Regions from separate parts of the Zea mays genome. Here region 1 is linked to region 2. A link is a contact called in public Hi-C data. All regions are on one chromosome and are shown on one strand. The core of a region is the stretch at or near the end of the contact, and the rest is flanking DNA. Distances in the headings are between cores, read along the strand shown. Region 1 has its middle 13 kb from the start of LOC103652813. Region 2 holds the start of LOC100281675 (GTP-binding protein hflX).

The links. A called contact is a pair of places that touch in the nucleus more often than the background predicts.
Region 1: a Hi-C map of leaf shows a contact between it and region 2, with 2.6 times the contacts expected there. The contact joins the enhancer-like site here to the promoter of LOC100281675 in region 2. A contact is called at or near these places in 3 of 25 Hi-C or Micro-C datasets (ear, leaf and tassel).

The regions. Positions count from the first base shown.
Region 1 is chr4:10,682,545-10,685,571 of Zm-B73-REFERENCE-NAM-5.0, reverse strand. No RefSeq gene overlaps it. Among protein-coding and RNA genes, the nearest start is that of LOC103652813, 13 kb to the left of the region's middle. Within about 2 kb of position 1,396, at least 17 of the 20 cell types and tissues checked have an H3K27ac peak or open chromatin away from gene starts, as enhancers often do. A contact at or near this core is called in ear, leaf and tassel, where this site is marked.
Region 2 is chr4:10,566,444-10,569,562 of Zm-B73-REFERENCE-NAM-5.0, reverse strand. LOC100281675 (GTP-binding protein hflX) reads left to right here and starts at 1,606. Exons shown (of 13, transcript NM_001154595.2): 1 at 1,606-2,119; 2 at 2,392-2,534. The coding sequence starts at 1,733.

The sequences.
Region 1 (3,027 bases), core at 147-2,646, 120 kb before region 2:
AATTTGTTGGTATATTCCAAGTATGAACTGATATTAGGCTGCAAAAAACAAAACAAAAAAGCATTCGTGGTTTCTTTCAATTTCAGGTACTCAAGTTCCCCTCCTGGGCCCGTACAAAACATGGCCCAAAGCCACAAGCCCAGACTCCGCGCAATTTGCACTCCCGGCCTATTAGAATAAGTTGAGCGCGTTACTATGTACTATCTAGTTATAAATAACTTTTAGACAGACGGAGAAGCAGCCAACGCGTGCACCGCATGCGTTTGTTTTCGTGCGTGCCTCCGCATGTTGACGACACGCCAGCGTTGCATTGCATGCCAGTCGGTTTGATCAGTTGGTTGTTTAATTTACTGGGAGGCTAGCTGGCCGTGCGCCTGTGCTGATGCTGGTCAGAAACTCATATGTATGTATGCATGATTTGCTTGATTCGTCAACGGGAAACAACCACCCCTGTGATACTATAACTAATATATTATTATTACCCGTACGTACGTGTTGAATTTATTAAAGCATTGAGGGATGCATGCATGCATGCATGATGCATGGTAACGCCCGGCGGTTTCAGTTACATCGGGTGCCAGTAAAAATAAATATGTGGGACTGGCTTAAGAAACCGCCGGCGAAAACTTATTTTTACTGGCGGTTCTCTTACCATGAAAATGTATTATTAGTAATAGTCATGCATGTATTTATGTAATTGAAGATGCAAATGTATTATCAAGTGTAAACATATGATGTTTATAAACTTCCTTTACAGGAATTTCAACGAGGAAATATGAAGAACAAGACCGAAGGTGCATTGTACAACATAATTGGAGAAGTCATTCTAGCTCGTTGAAGGAAAAAATATCATGAAGGTACCGGTATCTTAGCTAAGTCGGAGTTTAGAGTATTAACAGATATTAGTAGACTATCACTTAGCCGAGATAGATATTAGAGCTTAGGTGAAAACTTTGATGTATAGAATATGTGATGGTCGTAAACATAAGACTTTGATGTATATAAATATATGATGGTCGTAAATATAAGACTTTGATGTATATAAAATGTCGAGTGAGATCGATGATACGATGGTGCATGCACACGCGTACTACGTGTCAACCACCGACGACCCCCTAGCTGCCCGTGCGCCCCACCGCAACAACATCAACGTTCTTCTTCTTCTTTTCTCCCTGACCATAGCACAGTCACGCCCAACCGCCGCGCTGGGCCAACGGTTGAGACGACGCACGCCCGGCTGGTCGGCGTCGGCGAGGGGCCGTACGTCGCCTGTGCGAGCGGCGGTCCCGCTTCATGACGCCGGCGGGAGTACTGCCTGTGCAGCTGGCCCACCGCGCACGCACGCAGTCGCCGCCTCGGCGCTACGGGCACTACAGCAGCTAGCCAGCTATATGGCTCAGCGCGCGCGGCCACGTGGGATCCGTCGCCGGTCCCCGTGAAAGCACCGCCGCAACAGCACACGCCTATCCGCATCCGATCCACCACGCATCCTCCTCGGCCGCGTCCTGCGGTTAATATTAATTGAACCCATCAACCGATACTAATTTACGGTCGAGAGATTAGTATCAATTGATGACTTTAACCGATATTGAAAAACAGACATTAATATTAATTAAAGCCAACAATCTATTACTAATATTTCACTTAGAGTCCTGACAGTTAAAACCAATATTCACTTAGAGTCCTGACAGAAAAACAAGTGATGTAACTTGGCCGACCCATCCAAAACCGAGTTTGTTCAAACTAGATGCGGACGTGGAGGCTGATAAGAGTTACTTAGCTCCAGTCCCCAACTGACGGGGTTTAGTTAATTCCCGACAAAAACAAGTCAGCTAGAAGCCAACGAGAATTATCACATTACCTACTAAAATTACTAATTTCGGTCAGTATTAGCCTCATTCCCGTCACCTATTAGCTGATAGGGATTTCCACACTTACTGTTGTGTTAGTTTACAGGTTGCAATTCCGATGCAAATGAAGTCAACAGACTGAGATGATTATTTTGTATAGGATATGATTTCCACTTTGAATTTTTGGACTTATTTTTTAAAGAGATCAACTTGTTATTAGAATGGGAGTTCTTTTTAAGATGCCATGCAATCAAGAAAAAAAAATAAAATCTTGGTTGAGATACAGTCTCTCATAGTGAAGAGTTTTATTTGGTACAGTTTCATAGATAATATGTAAGAGATAATATATCTAGATAATAGTGTAGGCATGATTTCACACTATGAAATCTATTTTTATCTCTTTCTCCATATATTGTTCACCGTGTCAATAGTATAATACATTATTTAATAAAAACAAACCTTTTATAAAACTATTATTGAGAATGACCTTTTTAATAATAGGAGGAAAAGGCATATGCTTAGCTTCAACACGTGCGGAAGACATCGGTTATCAATGCAACACGTTTATCTTTTCATATGCTAGTTTCACGTAGGCTACTTGGATGGTTTATATATTTATAATAATTTTGGTCAAACTTAAAATGCTCTTCCTCTCCAAAACAGTTAGAATAATTTGGAATAGACGGTGTACTATCATAGTAGATACTCTTTTCATTTCAAATTATTACAAAACATTTTGATTTTTCTACATGTATTACTTTGTTATGGGCGTCTATAAAAATGTATAGCCCAAGATACTAGCAATATGCCGTTTCAAATCTTATCAAAATAAAGGAGACTTGTTGACTCGTACTAGCTTTGACATCATCAGGGTCTTGCAACTCAGAGACCAAGCCCCCCGAGACCATAGGTCTAGGGGGTCTACAGGACAAGGGGCCCGCACAGTGGCCCTCGATCTCTCCAATGCAAGACTGCCTTGGGGGCAGGAAGGCTATGGGTGGAACGGGCTCAGAAGGACGACCCTAAGAGGAGTAAAGGTGTATTGTGGTACGACTAAGGTGTACTGATGTATGGCTCTACGAGTACGATAAGTAGGAGTGATTGGACATTCATTGTGTCTCTATAAATAAAAAGAGGAGTAAAGCAATACAGAACAAGTAAAAAGGGAAGAGGTTCA
Region 2 (3,119 bases), core at 357-2,856:
CTTGTTCTAAAATGCTATGAGTTAAGAACAAGGCAACACAAAATATTAAATGTTAATGTCCTTCATCCTTCGAAGCATTATTTCCCTTAGGATATAACGATCTTCAGACGAAGGTCATGAAGGACGTACCTCCATCATCACAGTATATATTAATGAAAGACAAAGCATATGAAACATGAAAGATAACATAAATAATCATAAACATCATTGGCATCTTTGTTATATAACCATGAATAGATAAGAACAATACTTAATTACATTTGTACCTTCGGCTTGACAGAAGGCAAAAATCCAAGTGTGACGCACGAGCGAATACAAGTCAGCGTGAATAGTATGGGGGTACTGTTCATCTATTTATAGGCACAGGACGCAGCCTGTGAGAAATTACATTCATGCCCTTTACATTTATTATTGACTTATATTCAATTCTATGAGGACTAGATAGCCTTTTCCCCTTTAAGTCGGTTCCTTTTTCCACCATTTAGCCGAAGCTCCCTTGCGTGTAGCTTCGGAGCAACTCACAACCTTCGTCACGATCATGCTTTTTACATCGTTCATGTTTGTAGCCCGAGTCCGAAGGTACCTGTTCATATATCACACTTAAAAGATATTGTTACATCACGCTTTTGAGGACCTTCGGAGGACGAAGGCCCCCAACAGTCATCCTCTCCGGTGGTAACGACGACCTCATCCAGCTCCATGATGGTCGCAATCTGGGCCCGGTGTCCACCTCGACGGTCTCGCCATGGTCGTCTGAGCCTGGTGCGGGATCTGTGGATCTGATGAGCAGGTTTGACTTACCAAAGGCGGAGTCCCCGGTGAGCACCACCTTGAAGAGGATGTCGCGGGGGGGGGGGGGGGGGGAGGGGGGGTCCGCGGACTGCTTACCTTCCATAGATGGAGATCGGCGTGCGTGGTGGGGAAGCACCCCCGATATCCGATCAGCTTTCATCATTGGATTGGGGCGGGCGCGGAGGGCGAGGATGTTGGTGGCGGCCATGGCGCGGTGGATCCATTGATGGAGCGAGGCGTGCGCGGAGGGCCCGTTTTAATAGCGCCATGCTAGGCGCGACCGCGCCCCGCTCACCTTCCATCGATGATTTGCGACGGGCATGGTGGGGGAGGATGTCGGGGTGGGACAGACTAGGGCGTGCACGATAAGATCCTGGACAGGGAGCAGAGGTGGAGGATGTTGAGGGGCAGGTAGCCGATGATGGTGGCGACGAAAGCGTGACCGAGATCCAGGGGAGCGTTGGGAGGCAGAACTATGGCGCACGGTGTGGACGTCTACAAACCGTGCTTGTAGAGTAGTAGGGATTTAAGGCTTTACTGTTGGAGCGAAGTGTTTTATTGGTGTCCTAAATTGTACAAAATATATTCATATTAAATTATATGATGTTTTTTATAGGTCACATCGTTGGAGATACTGTTAGCTCATTTAAAGGTTAAAGTGATAAAATTAGTCGAGATGAATCTTTTCTTTCCGGACTCACCAATAAAATCGCGACGGACGAGATTTACCAACAGCCAACCAGGGAAGATGTTTATGCCACGTCATGTCGCGCCAAAGCTTGTCAAATACAGCGGTCCCACATCAGTACGTCACCAATCGAACTGAATGGACCAGTCGACGTCATCGCCTCCCTCGCCTATCCGCTCGGCCGTTGGCGCTCACCAAAACCACCCAGAAGCCTCCGCTTGACCGCTTCACTCGCTTTCCGCCCGCCGCGCCATGAGCGCCGCCGCCTGCCTGTTCGCTGCCGCCGTCTCCCTATCATTCCCGTCGACCTCCGCACCCTCTTCCGCAAGACGCCGCCGCCTCCGGAGCCCCACCACCCTCCTCCGCTGCTCCCCGACTCGCCGCCGTGGGCCGGTCCGGCGGACACTCGACGAGCGGCTGCTCGAGGCCGCGCCGGCGGAGACCGAAGACGTCCAAACCGCTGTTGATGTAGAGGATGGAGGAGGGATCGCTGAGGGCGATGAAGTGGGAACAGAGGAGATGGAGGAGCTGGAGCAGCGACCGCCGACGAGGGCTTTCGTGAAGAGCAGGCGGCAGCGGCAGGAAGAGGAGGAAGCCGCGGCGGGGCAAGACCGGTTCAAGCTCATCAATGGCAAAGAGGTAGCGGATTGCGTAGCTTCAGCTGCTTGCTTTTGTTGCTCCGACAGGCCCGCTTGGCGCCGGCCTGTTTGACAGATTGGGCGGTTTCTACTCAGCGTGTGGAGAATATGATAACCTGCAGCGATCCATCAAATTCACCGGAGAGAACTTTTGATTGTTACATCCCCGCTAGATATTTTGGGCCGTGACATGAACAATAGAGCTGTGAGTTGGTGTTACCTGCCAGTTTCATCATGTCTGATTTCTGAACCTGTGGACCTGGCTACCTGCAGATATTTCAAGAGAAGGCTTATCTGGTTGGTGTTGAGTGCAAACGGACAGGAGGGAACCTGTTCGGCATAGAGGAGTCCCTTAAGGAGCTGGAGCAGTTGGCTGATACGGCGGGCCTTCTGGTAGTCGGCTCAACCTATCAGAAGTAAGCTTCTGTTTGACGGGAACATCTCGACTGAGCCTGCACTGTGCTCTACTAGCAATCGTGGTTACACGTTCTCACCATAGATAAGATGGGACACCACGGAAAAACTGAGATGCCTGGTCAATCTAATTCGTGGTCCACAGAAACTTCACGGGCAACTTGGATAGATGAAATGATACTGTTAGTTCAGATTTTCAAAATGTACTCTGCAGCTGTTAGGGCCTAAGAAGGCCCACGGAGGACTGCAGCAGCAGCAACGATGGGCCCTCGAAGGGGATTAGATAAGGATAGTTAGAAATAAGATTAGAAGTTTGGTTGAGATTATTTAGAAGATTAGTTGAGATTATCTAGGAAGGTTTCTTGGATAGATGAAATGCTACTGTTAGTTCAGTTTTTCAAAATGTACTCTGCAGCTGTTAGGGCCTAAGGAGGCCCACGGAGGGGCTGCGGCAGCAGCAACCATGGGCCCTCCAAGGGGATTAGATAAAGATAGTTAGAGATAAGATTAGAAGTTTGGTTAAGATTATTTAGGAGATTAGTTGAGATTATCTAGGAAGTTTATCAGTTAGTAGTTTGTTGAGAGTT